3 separate regions of the Mus musculus genome follow, and regions 1 and 3 are each linked to region 2. The links are chromatin contacts, called in public ChIA-PET maps. All regions are on one chromosome and are shown on one strand. The core of a region is the stretch at or near the end of the contact, and the rest is flanking DNA. Distances in the headings are between cores, read along the strand shown.

Region 1 (4,678 bases), core at 2,103-4,602, 51 kb after region 2:
GGAAGCCTACTGCATATTTGTTTGATCTGTATAAGCAGAAAAATTCTCAAACAATGAAAGAAAGGCTACATTAGATAGTGGTAAACAGCCAAATGAAAGAAAGGCTACATTAGATCGTGGTAAACAGCAATCTCGGCCAGTGAATCAATTTCCAGACTTGAGACAGTTTGCAGATCCAGAACCCCTTGAATGAAGGGGTGGCCAGGTTCCGCTGAGGAAGGATCTTGATAAGACACTCAAAGGTTTTGCTGTTACCCTTTCTCCAGTTCTTCCCCAGAGGGACCTACGGCCTTTTACAAGGGTAACTAACTGTACACTGGGGAAAAGGAAATAATCAGACTTTTCGGGGTCTGCTGGATACTGGTTCTGAGTTGACACTGATCCCAGGGGATCCCAAGAAACATTGTGGCCCTCCAGTTTAAGTAGGGGCTTATGGAGGGCAGGTGAGTAATGGAGTTTTGACTGATGTCCAACTCACAGTAGGTCTAGTAGGTCCCCGGACACATCCTGTGGTGATTTCCCCAGTTCCAGAATGTATAATTGGGATAGATATACTCAGAAATTGGCAGAATTCTCATATTGGTTCCCTGAACTGTAGAGTGAGGGCTATTATGGTTGGAAAGGCCAAAATGGAAGCCTTTAGAGTTGCCTCTGCCAAAGAAAATGTCCAACCGAGTCATGCCTTTATAAATTTCACCTCTCCTGTGCTGAGCATTACTGGGTATGTTATTATAAACATTCTTTTGTCTCCGCTGTCCATTATAATAACTAGAATCACCTTGTCTCCGGCGATTCAATGCTGCCACCTGGCCCTTGTTACCTCGGAATCCAACTAAACCCAGTTCTTCTTTTCCTTATGAGATCACTGTCTCAAATATCTGTGGGCCTTGGACCCAGCCTGGGCGGCCCTAGTAACACATTTAAAGGCAGATCTTAGCAGAGACAAGGGACAAGAGAGAATGGGACTTACCTGCTGCTGAGTTCATTGTAGCCTCCTGCCATCCCCTACACAGACTCCAAGGGACCCTGTTCAGGGTAGACCGAACCCCCTCTGAGTCTCTGGGAAGCCCAGAGAGAACTCCTTCAGGGGCCTCCAAAGAGGAGAAAAAGGAAAGTGAAATTGCTTAACTATGACAACACTGCACTAAGGCACTGCCCTCCACCCCCAGTCTCTGCCCCAGAGGGGAGGAGCAAAGACAGCCCAAGTCCCCAGAAACCTGGGACGCCTGCTGCCTTCTAAGGAAAGAAGGTGGAAGGGTCTGTTTCAGGGAAGGGCTCAGAGCTGTCTAAGGCCAGCTGGCTGTTAGGATAGGAAGGAAGTGGTCCCTTAACCCTAAGCGGGGGCGGTGCCTGGAAAGACCAGGAAGAGTTAGATTGTCTGCAGTCTCTCAGACTTGGAACTGTCCTGGCACCCTAGTAAGTCAGAACCAGAGAAGCTGGGACCTGATAATTGAGCAGCAGAGTAGGAAAAGTCGGGTGTGGCTTCATAAAGTTTTTGAAGCTTCTGAAGGTAGCTAGAGCAAGAGACCGCCCCCAACCCCGCCCACACACCTCCAACCAACCAAAGGCAAGTGCAGAGAATCCAGGCAGAGCCGCTTGCTAAGGTGTGACACTGACAGCGAGGCAACACAGGGCTTCAGCAATTTCACCATGGTCTTGAGAACAAGAGGCATCTCACAGAATTCGGAAGTGGATCACAGCCGAGGCTATAGCCAGTCGGGGACAGTATCATTTTTGAAGAATGGGTGCCTTACATTTACTCTGCACAACTGTTGCTCTTATCTGGAATGCTCATTCTCATTCTGTAAGTTAGAAAACCAGCCTGAAGTGGAAAGGTAAAGAAACAGGCGTAAAGATGCAAATAAAACAAAAGCAACCAACAGAAGCCTGGAAATAACAGGCAAAACAGAGGCAGAGACAAGGTGGCTAGGGACGAGGGCCTGTCCAGGGCTCCAGGCTCAGACCTCTGCTGAAGAGGTACAAATTACTGACCTGCAGGAACAGGTCCCAAGAGTACAGGGATGCAAACAAAGCCATACACCAAAAAAAAAGTACACTTTATGTCTTCATTTATATGGCATTTCTGCGCCGGTCAAACTTAGCTGTGTAACCGATGATCTGTGGTTCTCTGGGGCTGGAATCTGAGAGGGGGTTTTCTGCCAAGAACAAGGGGATTTTAGGAGGGCAGAGGACTTGGCCTGTGTGATCACTGTGGCATGATTATATTTGGTAAAGTTCACCAAAATCATCACTTTAGGTAAATGCATCTTTAAAACTGTGTTAAACGTATAAGTCTAATGAGCTCTCACGTGGTGTGAAATACCAGGTGAGGTTTTACCATCATTACTGTAGTCCTAGTATGTGTGACTCCAAATGAAATCTTTGCCCTTATTCATATCTGTCTGATGTAATAACTTTTCTTGCTTTAGAGGTTTCTCGAGGGTAGGGTAATTTTCTGACACATAAGCATGCTTGTGATTCTTGTGCAGACTCTCTCTCTCTCACACACACACACACACACACACACACACACACACACAAGCATTAATGCACACTCAGTCCCCATCCCTGAGACACTCTGGGCCAAGCCTCTACACACACACACACACACACACACACACACACACACACACACTCAGTCCCCATCCCTGGGACACTCTGGGCCAAGCCTACTGTTCTAACTGTACTTGGCTGCAAATTCTACCGTCGGTGTCTCCATAGGAAGTACAGAGAAGCTCTGTCCTGTGTGGGCTAGCCTTGGTTCAAATCTAAAGTCCCAGAGGCCTCGTGGGTATCCTGGGGGTGGGGAATTGGGGTGTCTTGTGGATCAAATACATTTGGGAAATATTAGACGGGGTTACATAGAACTCTTCTCAGTTGAACACTCAGAGACCCTAGCTCAGACTCTTTCGAGAGTCACTTGGTTGCCTTTTGTTTTATTTCAATTTTCTCACATAGTGATCCTGACAAATTCTAGACATTTCAAAGATGCCAGCTCTGGTTGTTGTTGTTGTTGTTGTTGTTGTTGTTGTTAATTTAATAACTTCTAGCAATTTTTTTCAGGATAACCTTCACCCCAATGCAGTTTGAGAATACTTCCTAAAGGTTACAATGAGACCACTGGGGGAATAGATCCCCAGGTTAGGAAGGGGACAGTGGACACACCCTTCCCATGTTCTCCAGTGTTAATCCTTTGCCTCCCTGCCTCTCACTCCACTCCAGGCAGATCTGGATTCCCAGCAAGTGCCCCTGAAACCCATAATGCTAACCACGCTGGGGAACCGCACAAGGCAGGGGTGGAGGAGTGGAGGGCGGAATTGGTGTGGCTGGCTGGCTTCCTGCTCAGTGTGCTGAGATCACTTTCATTTTTCTTTTCTTGAAGCCTGACTCCCCGCGGGACTTCCAAGGCAGCATAACTTCGGGTCCAGACTGGGCTGTCAGGCTTTTCCAGGAAGGATCCAGGAACCCCTTAACTAATCCAGGCAGTGACCTGGGAGAACTCGGGAGAACCCGTGGCAGCCCTCAGCATCCAGGTGCGTTCTGCTCTTGGGCTCTGCAACTAGATTCCTGATTCTTGGGGTCAGCTTTTGTCTGCTGTACCCTAGACTCCCCAGGTTCTCTCTTTGCTAAGTAATCTTGTCCAGAGACTCGAGCATGGCTCCGGATCCTGGCTCGGACCCTGGAGTGGAGGTGGATAAGAGGGAGGAAGGGGAGGGGAGGGGAGGGCAGTGAGGGCTTATACACACAACTCTTTTTCTGAAACAGACTTTGGGGACAGTGTCCAGTGCCTATTCCCGAGGTTGGACCTCGCAAGTGTCCACGGTGGGCGGTGCCGTTATCATCTTCCAACACTTGCCTAATTATGGAGCTATTGGGAAAGAGAAAGTAAGGGGCGCCCTTACTTCTCTCTAGCGGGGGTATGGATGGTTTTTGTATGTTTGCTTTTTTTGGTTTTAGTCCATGGTCATTTCACTGAAATACATTACTGTGCGTGAAAATTCAAGGGAAATGTAATTTTTACAGCTGGTGACCCTGATTCCAAATAAGTCACAGAACACTTGAAATGCTTTTCACTTCTACCCTATCAGGGACTGTGACTATTGTTTTGTCTCCTGGTCACTTTGATAGTACTATGCACTGTCAAGTCCTTCGACTTGTCTGCCTTTTCCCAGCTTAATTATGCATTCATTGTATATGATGCTCATTTTATTGATTGTTTGGGGCTTTGTCTTTCCTAATGGGTGTTTGTCTTTCCCTAATTTATTTGTAAGGCCCTTAACATAATAAAAACCTGCATGCAGGCAGCTGAGACACAGGATCTTTTTTCCCCTCTTCAAGACAGAATTTCTGTGTAGCCCTGAGTGTCCTGGAACTATATATATCAGGATGGCCTCCAACTGCCTTTGCCTCCAGTGCTGGCATTAAAGGCTTGCACCATTTCCTCAGGCTTGAGATACCATATCTTGCACAGTGAGAAACAAAATATCAGAGACAGACACACTCTACTGTAGATTGGTGTCCTTGGCACAGGTACTTAACCTCTGTAGATCTGACTTCCATCTTCGGAAACTGTGGCAGGCGGCAAATGGCAAAGTTGCCACAGCAGCGTAGGTCTGAGTGCTGCTGCCATCCTAAGCAGAACCCAGAGCACATGTTCTTGCTGCCTCCCCTCCCCTCC
Region 2 (4,586 bases), core at 477-2,976:
AAGGGGCTGGAGAGATAGGTCAGCAGTTAAGAGCAAAGATTGTTCTTCAAAAGGACTGGAGTTCAGCTCCCAGTCTGTCAGCTCATAGCCATCTATAACTCCAACTACAGGGGACCTGACATCCTCTTCTGTCCTCCAAAGGCACATTCCCTAATAGTGTACACACTCTTTTCTCTCTCTCTCTTACACACACACACACACACACACACACACACACACACACACGCACGCACGCATGCACGCACGCGCGAGACCCAATAAATATTTTGTAGACAATAAGAAAGACCCAGGTATGGTATTGTACACCTTTAATCCCTGTACTTGGGAGGCAGAGGCAGATGGATCTCTATTGTAAGTCCAAGTCCAGGCAGGTTTACATAGCAAGTTTCAGGTCAGCCTGGACAACATAATAAAAAAGATCAAGAGACCGTGCCTTAAAATAAAAAATAAATAATATAAGGAAGATTGAGCCCAAGGAGTGGGCTAAGTATATGGGGGCAGCTGAGGGGTCTTATCCTTTCTATATTTCCACAAGTTTGAAAGCTTATAAACCACATTTTATTATGAAATGGTCCTGGTGGTCTAGGCCTGTAACCTCAGTCACTCAGAGGCTCACAAGTTCAAGGTCAGCCTAACCTATACAATGAGTTCCACACTGGTGTGAGTAACTTAGCAAAACCTTGAGTCAAAGTTCTAAAAAATAAATAGAGATATATAATCAGGCATATTCAAAGTCCGAGGTTCATCTGCAGTACTGAAAAAAAAAATGTATTACGTCCTTCGTACTAACAAAAACACTGCCCAACATTATTTATGCATAGTAGCGCATCTGAGTTACTGGAGCAAACAGAATTCTACTGTTTCCTGCCAGAGCTAACATCCACCTAGAACAGAAAACTAAAGGGAAATAGAAATATGTGGCTTGCCCTGACCTTTGCAATCAAGGCCCTTTCTTGTCTTTTGTCTTCCTTGGATCGAGGTCTGACAGTGAGAGCTTAAACCAGGAGTGAGCCTGGGCACAGCTTTCTTGGTGACAAGTCCTGCCAGACAGGTAGGAGAAACAGGGCAGCGGGTGCCAACTGTTTACCCAGCATCGTCTGCTATTTGGACTTCTTCCCTGAGGTGACTTTCCTGCAGGAGTCCTGCTCTAATGCAGAGAGAGGCAGAGGGACTGAGACCGCTTGGGTCACAAGATAATAACAGAACCATGCCACAGGAGTCCCTGTCAGCTGTGGCCAAAGTCTCCCTCTGACAGCTGAGCAGTGGTCATAAAGACAGTTATGACTTGTGTACAATCTGGCAAGCTTGTCTCTCTCGGCAGCGGATATCAAACTCAAGTGTTCAGGTATGCTGATGTTCTCTCTCTTTCTCTCTCTGTGTCTGTCTGTCTCTCCCTCTCTCTCTTTCTCTCTCTCTCTCTCTCTCTCTCTCTCTCTCTCTCTCTCTCTCTCTGTCTCTTCACCTCATCACCCCCAAATCTATCCCCTCTCATTATAGGCCAAAGCTACTTCATGTCAGGCGGTTTGAACTGACTGAAGCTTGGGTCACTAATTCAAGACATAAAATCAACCGTGTTGTCAGAGGAAAAGGTTACAGAGGGAAAAAGACTCACCTGGGGCTGCCGTCGCTCCCTTCCATCTTCCACAGCTGCCTGGGGCCTGGGACAGTGAGCTCTGATCCCTTGGTATCTGCACAGGCTTCTGTGTGTTTGCCTTGGGCCACATCTGAGAGCAGGAAGTGAGCCCAAGCACTAAGAAACCAGAGAGGGCTCCGCCCTGATGGGGAAAAGAAAAACGAAAGTAATTCTCTAATCTCAAGGGTGCTGCTGTGAGATCCTGTCCCATCCATCATTTTTGGAATGTTGTAGCAGGGAGGAGAAAGGGGACCTAGAGGATTGCAGAAGGGTACACCAGGACAAGCTGAGCCAGTTCCTGAGAGTGCCTTCTTTATGGAAAGATGGGACAAACAAACAAAACAAAACAATTAAAACCCCTCCACAGAAACTCAAACTGTACTCTCTTGCTCCTGTGTCTAGGAGGGGAGCAGGGATCCCCCCAGGGTTGGTTGCCATGTCCCTGGCTGAAGTGACTTGGGTAAGGAGACAGCAGGGAAGGAAGGTCAAACACTTGCAAGGTATCTCTCAGGCCAGCAGGAGACCCAGGAATGTGGCCAGGACAAGATTTCTCAGACCCAGGATTGAGGACATCCCCCAACTCCATAGACATTGGGTCAGAGCAAGACTTGGGTCTCTGAAGACTTGTCATCCCAGCCTAGAAGTCAAAGGCAGGAGGAAGCTGCAGCAGTGGCCACCAGGGCATGAAGACAAAGATGTGGTCCTCCCTTCTGAGGTGCAGATATGATAAGTAGTGATGAGCTGTCACCTCCAGTGAGTCTTTCTAGGAGGCCCCTCATGGATCATTAGGATATATCAAGTTCTCTCTGTTCCTCCTTCTGGGAGCACTTTCTCTGAGGGACTTGGGGACCTGAGGTGAGCCTCTACCCTGACAGGTCTCCCAGCAGAGAGTCTGCTTGCCTCTTTCTCATCCTTTAGTTCACATACACAGGGATAGGCTGGTATGAAGCTGGGGTGGGTATGACTCACAAGAGTAATGTGAGGCCATGCCTGAGGTTAGCCTTTGGGGTCTTTTAGTGCCCCACATTTTAGCCATGTCTCCATTTCTACTTCGATCTAGAATAAGAAACTTTGGGATGATTTTACAGGACTCTAAGTAACAAGACTTTGCAGAAGCACCTCAAAGCTAATGTGTGCATGGGAATCCAATGTCTATATGTTGCTGGTTCAGTTCCTTCTTGGAGACCCAGAGGAGTGCACACAGGGAGAGCTGAACTATCACTATACTATCCAGTGTCTGACTGGAACTCCTGAGACCTGAAAGCCCAGCTCCACAGTAAAGTGTAACTCTTGGGAGATGAGGTGCACAGGGAACAGAACATTGCTACACCTACTTACCCCAAAGCAGCTCTGGAAGAATGCTATTAAAGGGTCCCCCCTTCCCTGAATACCCCGCATCTCAGTTTCCAGCTATAATATTGGCAGAATTGTTCATACAGAAATCTAGAACATTCTGGCCTTGTGTTACTCTACCTGGGTGAGAATAAGATGGCTATCATAACTTTGAATCAAATTGGAAGCAAGCTTTGATACTGTCAGGATGAACTCTGGCCAGGTCTATTCCTGGATGCACAAAAGAATGGCAAATTTCACAGAAGCTTAAATGAGTAGCCCCATAAGGCCACCATATTTCCCTTTGTGTCCAATCAGGGGGAATTATGCTTCCTGATATAATTCCTGCCTGCATCCAATCAGGCAAGCATACATGTTGACATGTTTCCCACATACGTACCTCCTGCCTACATGTGACCAAGCACATCCTATGTAGTTGGGGCAAACAAATCTGTGTAGGGAAGTGAAAACATGTGTCTTGTTTCACAGAGGCATTCTTGTTTCACAGATCTCTTTGACACAGTAATTAAATTTAAAGCATAACTTTGGCTGTCATGCTTTGGAAAACCACACAACATGGCTTCAAAACAAGGTAGAATAAAGGTTTCAGGAGGGGAAACTTCAGTTTTCAGGCCATCCTGGAAGAGGTTGCATGTCAGATGAAAGACTGAAGATACTTACAGAAACATCATGGGACACATGGTTTGGAAGGCACTTGGCAAAGTAAAAGTATTCTTAGGTTCTGAGAGCCCATTCTTGTACAAGAGTGATAGGAGTGGCAGCTACCGACCAACTCTTGCTTAGGCCAGAATTTAGGCTTTTGTTGCAGCAGAGGGGACACATGATTGTAATGGCTCAGATTGCAAGCAATCTGTTTATGAAAGGCAACGCTCAGCTTTCAGTTCAGAGGGCATTAGACAAGCCCTGGACTTTCATTTTTTGGAGATCTGCTCTTCACTCTCCAGACCCTGGTTGTTTTGTGTTTTGTTTTTTTGTTTTTTCATAACTATACTCACCACAAAGCCTCCTGCCAAAGGTTTTGTTTTGTTTTTTTCCTGCCCTAATCAGGGCGGTGTTTGCTCCCAAGTTCAAACAAAGGGAAGCAGGAAGTTAATTCTGGGCTAGCTGCCTCCCAACTTTTGACATCTCTCCCAAATCCTGTCTGAGTTCTTCCTTTTGTAGAAACCTCAGGTTGTTTGGGGTTTTTGCTTCCAAAGTCACTGCCTGAGTAACAGTTTGTAGGCAGGAGCTTCTTCACCAACAGTTAAGACAAGCTTCTTTATTTCTCACCAAATAGCAGCAAAGGAGTTTTGGTCCCTTCCATAGCCAGCTTGACTCTGGAGGCACGAGAGGATCCAGACAAAGCCCCCTGAGCTTTCTACCCACTCAGAGGGTGGCATGGCCCTTACTGATCAGCACAGCCATGAAGAACGCCTTTTAAAAGAGAGACACAGCTCAAAACCACACACTCCTGTGCTTTCCTGCTCACAGGAATGAGCTACACACCTGTGGCAAACACACGGCTGTTCTACACATTCTGCTGGAGTTAGTAGCAGCCTTATTGACAGGAATGATGTAGGCGATGTTCTAAGAAGCCTCAAAATCCCTTTTCTTTGCTGAA
Region 3 (4,272 bases), core at 848-3,347, 37 kb before region 2:
TTTTTAAGTGTGTAGAAATTATATAATGAAAAAATATTTTTATGGGAGAACACTGAGTTCTTGGATCAATCTGATGAATGCAATTAATTAATTAATAAGATGAATGCAATTCTAATCAGAGATTCCAATGGACTAATGGATAGGGGGAAACATTCTTGAATTTATTCTAAAATCCACTCCCAGCAAGTCATCACGGTGGTTGTAGCTATGAGCCCTCCACTCTGTCCATTTGTGTCGCTCCCTCAGGTGCCAAAGGTGTGAGGGGTGGGGACCAAGACATGGACAGGGAGACAAGCAGCATCTCCAGCACTGCGCAGTAGCATAGGGAACGGTTTTACAGATTCTTTTGTTATTGATTTGTTTTTAAGACAGGGTTTCTCTGTGTAGCCCTGGTTGTCCTGGAAGTCACTCCATAGACCAGGCTGGCCTTGAACTCAGAGATCCACTTGACTCTGACTCCCAAGTTCTGGAATTAAAGGTGTGCCCCAACACACCTAGATGATTTTTTGACTCTTGTATCCCATTTATACAAAGAGCCAAATCCCATGGGGACTAGGGATGTAAACATTAAAAAATGGTCAGGTTTCTTGCAAGCACTCTAAAATCAAATATAGACCATTTTTTTAAATCTTTTTTTTTTTTTTTTAATCTTCAGGTGGAAATGGCTACAACTTCAATATGAGACCTAGGAACCACTGTGGGGAAAATAGCAATAGATTCTATTAATAACTCACCAGAAAGCCAAGGAGTGAGACAGAAATCCTAGGGATACATGTGCTCAGGAGTTAACAGCGTGGAAGAGCGGCTGCAAGGCAGTAGAGAGAGAGGAGCAGGGAGAGAGGAACACACAACAGGCAGTGAGAAATGACTGCTATGCCAAAATCAAAGCAACGGATGCTAACAGGATCCTCAAGCAGGGTTTAAGGCGGTTCAGTTAAGGGCAAATAGGATCAAAGTACATTAATACATGAAAAGATCATAAAGAAACCTGTTATTTATGACAAATTAGTGCACATTTAAAAGTATATAAGTCAGCACTATTATGTTAAAACAAATAGTGTGTAAAAATGTAGACTGTGTCCCCTGACCAGCTGTGATCTTTTTTTTTTTACAAAGCAAGAAAAGGAAAACACATATAGATATATCTAACTTATGCAAATAATGTCATTACATGCTATGTTAATATATAATGATATATTCTTGAAAGATACATACCAGTCTAGAAGGAACACTTAAAAGCAGAATAAATCTGATGAAAATATAATATTTTGAAAAAACCCTAAATTATAATTTTTTAAAACATTCCTTTTGCTTTTTTAAGGTATAGTAAAGATAGTGGTCAGAGAACTGTAAAGTATAAAGAAAAGTCACAAGTATTACGGCAATTTGCATTACTGCTGGGAAAGCCTGGGGGCATTGTATGTGTGAATGTGTGTGTGCATGTACATGTGTGTATGTGTGTGTGCATGTACATGCGTGTATGTGTCTGTCTCAGGTATCCTCCTCTCTTGCTCTTCATATGATTTACTTTATGCCACAAGGTCTCTCAGCTGAGCCTGGAGCTTGCAATTGCACTGACTAGCTGGTGAGCTCACAGGATCTTGCTGTTTCTGCTCCCATCCCTAGGGTTGCAAGTGTGCACCATGGTTTTCAGCTTTTTACACTGGTCTTGGGATCTGAACTCACGGGGCCTGGTCCTCGATACAAAGTGCTCACAACTGACTACAGCAGGAAGTGGGGGTTGGTTTCAGGTTTCTAACATCCTGTAGCTGGGAGACTGTGCCCTCACTTCCTGCTAAGCCAGTCTGATTTTCTTTTTGAACCACGGTCACATGCCACAGTGCCTGCTATTTATAAGCCACCTTTATTCTAAGACCCTGAGGCAGACTCGTCCACCCTGTTAGATGCTTGTCAGTTTCCAATCTAGCCTTTCAGCATACCTTTTGGGACTCGCATGGGACCCAAACACATGCCACTTCTAGTTCTGCTTCTAACTGCCCTTTGCAAGGAATTTTTATTTTGCCCCCTCCAAAGACTCCCAAACATTAGTGACACTCAACGTGTCTATATCAAAGGATGGCTCTACCTCTGAGATACATTTCCCTTTTGTGGTTCTTCACTTCATACCTGCCACTCCTAAATGATTGTGATCATCTCAAACGTGCAGATTTAGTTAATTAGATCTAGAAACAGTGGTGACCCAGATGATGGGCTTGGTTTCAGAAACACTGACTCTGTCATTGTGGGAGACATCAGGAGTGAAGAAGGCTAAAAACATCAGGACCTTGGGCAGAGGCCCCGGGCACTGTGTTTACAAAACAGACTTATGTTTTTAAGGACAGCTAGGTTGTGGCTGGTGACTGAGGCCCAGGGTGGATGAGAGACCCAGGTGAAGCTTATGGTAATTAATCAGGGTAAGGCACAGGGCTACTCTGCTGCCTCGGAACTGTATAGTGAAACCCCAGGGCAGCTGTCTGCCACACCTTTGTACCCAGATGCTTTTGCGGCCCTTTCATTTTGCCTCCCTTGTTTCTCTTTTCTCGCCTCTTTCCTGTTTATACCACCTCTTGTTTATAGATTGTTATCACCTTTTTAACACGTTCTCTAGTTTATGTGACCCACAGTTTTCAGGCTGCTCCTTTATCATCTATGTATACTTTATTCTTCTCCATGCTCATGTCTCTGGATCTTTTCTTGATGAGGTGACCTTGTTTCAACTTCCATCTCTGTCTTAGCTAGGATTATTATTGCTGTGATAAAATACCATGACAAAAAAACAACTTGGGGAGGAAAGGGTCTATTCAGCTTATACTTCCACATCACTATTCATCATGGAAGGAAGTTGGGACAGAAACTCCAGCAGGGCAGAAACCTGGAGTCAGGAGCTGATGCAGAGGCCATGGAGGGATGCTGCTTGCTGGCTTGCTCCCCATAGCTTGCTCAGGCCTGCTTTTTTTATAGAACCCAGGACCACCAACTCAGGGGTGGTACCACCCACAATAGGTTGGGCCCTCTCCCATCAATCACTAATAAGACAAGACATTTTCTCAATTGATGTTCCCTCCTCTCAGATGACTCCAGCTTGTGTCAAGTTGCAAGAACACTCAGCACAATCTTCCTTTCTGTTTTGTACTTTATTCTAGTTGTTTCTTCTTTCTTATCTTGATTTGGGGGCTATTTGTATGTTAATGTCTTTGTCCCTGTCTCCATCATATACATTGTTTCACCTCACAGGTCATTGCTGTCATGGCAACCAAAGGCCAGCTCCTCTCACACAGAACACACTATCATCTTTTGCCATTTTCTGTGATAATTCTGTGCCACATACCTGTCAGTCTCTGACTTTACCTGCATGTTTCTGAGACAACGGAGAGGTATGCCTTTCCTATTCTTTCTGCTTACATCATCTACCAAGTAGTCCCTGCCTCCATCAAGGAACCCAGCTAAGTCCTTTTTGGTTCCCTCAAGGGAAACAAAGACACTGTAGTTAACGTCTCCACCATACCCTAATAGACTGTATCCCTTCCAACTCTCTTCCTGTGTTCATTGAAGAGGTTTGGATTTATCAGATATGATGAAAGTGATAGACTGAGGACTGGAGGTGGTGTGACCAAGGAACACCCTGAGCATGTTCCTGCAGAATGTTCGGCACTCAAATGATCTGAGAAAAAATTACATAGCTTCCTAGTAACTATACCCCCATCCAACAGACCATGCCTCATCCTGCTACACTTCCTGGCTGTTGCTCTGCCTCTGCACCAACCCGACGACATTCTCATGTTGTCCAACTCCTGTGCTGCTTTTTGTCCACAGTGCTCTGATTTACTGTTCCCCTTTATTTCTCTGTTAGTCATTTCTGGATATTTAGTATACAAAATTGTTGCCTCTGTTCCTTCTTTTTTATGGTTGTCTTTTTTTCTGTCTTCATTCATTCATTCATTCATTCACTCACTCATTCACAGAATGACTACTGTGGCTGAGCCTCACAGTGAGCATTACAACTGACCACATCAGTGACTGCCACAGTGACCACTATAGCTGGCCATCACCGTGATCACTACAACTGGCCAATTCGATGACCACTATGGCTGACCATCACAGTAACTGCTACAACTAACTACCTCAATGGCTACAGTACCTCAATGGCTCAGGGACAAGTATTACTGACTGGCACAGTGAACACTACAACTGACCACTTCAATGACCACCACAGAGACCACTACAACTCACCACCCTAATGACAACCACAGTGACTACCATGACTATAAAGGT

The links. ChIA-PET counts read pairs in DNA pulled down with a chosen protein or histone mark.
Region 1: an RNA polymerase II ChIA-PET map of memory CD8 T cells shows a contact between it and region 2, with 44 read pairs. The contact joins the promoter of Sp110 here to the promoter of Sp100 in region 2. A contact is called at or near these places in 3 of 115 datasets of contacts at active chromatin or transcription factors (CD8 T cells, heart atrium and memory CD8 T cells) and 1 of 9 other capture datasets (liver).
Region 3: an RNA polymerase II ChIA-PET map of effector CD8 T cells shows a contact between it and region 2, with 67 read pairs. The contact joins the enhancer-like site here to the promoter of Sp100 in region 2. A contact is called at or near these places in 1 of 15 datasets of contacts at CTCF or cohesin (CD8 T cells), 1 of 484 Hi-C or Micro-C datasets (bone marrow-derived macrophages), 6 of 115 datasets of contacts at active chromatin or transcription factors (the 230-238 cell line, CD8 T cells, the HPC-7 cell line and 3 more) and 3 of 9 other capture datasets (adipose tissue, liver and pancreatic islet).

The regions. Positions count from the first base shown.
Region 1 is chr1:85,597,484-85,602,161 of GRCm38.p6, reverse strand. Sp110 (Sp110 nuclear body protein) reads left to right here and starts at 3,352. Exons shown (of 12, transcript NM_030194.1): 1 at 3,352-3,533. It overlaps Sp140 (Sp140 nuclear body protein), which reads right to left and starts at 1,459. Exons shown (of 17, transcript NM_001013817.2): 1 at 971-1,459. The coding sequence starts at 1,002.
Region 2 is chr1:85,647,154-85,651,739 of GRCm38.p6, reverse strand. It overlaps Sp100 (nuclear antigen Sp100), which reads right to left and starts at 1,726. Exons shown (of 22, transcript NM_001372231.1): 1 at 1,613-1,726. The coding sequence starts at 1,638.
Region 3 is chr1:85,685,051-85,689,322 of GRCm38.p6, reverse strand. All of the region lies in intron 11 of Sp100 (nuclear antigen Sp100), which reads right to left. Among named protein-coding and RNA genes, the nearest start is that of Sp100, 37 kb to the right of the region's middle. Within about 2 kb of position 2,097, at least 76 of the 459 cell types and tissues checked have an H3K27ac peak or open chromatin away from gene starts, as enhancers often do. A contact at or near this core is called in the 230-238 cell line, CD8 T cells, the HPC-7 cell line and 3 more, where this site is marked.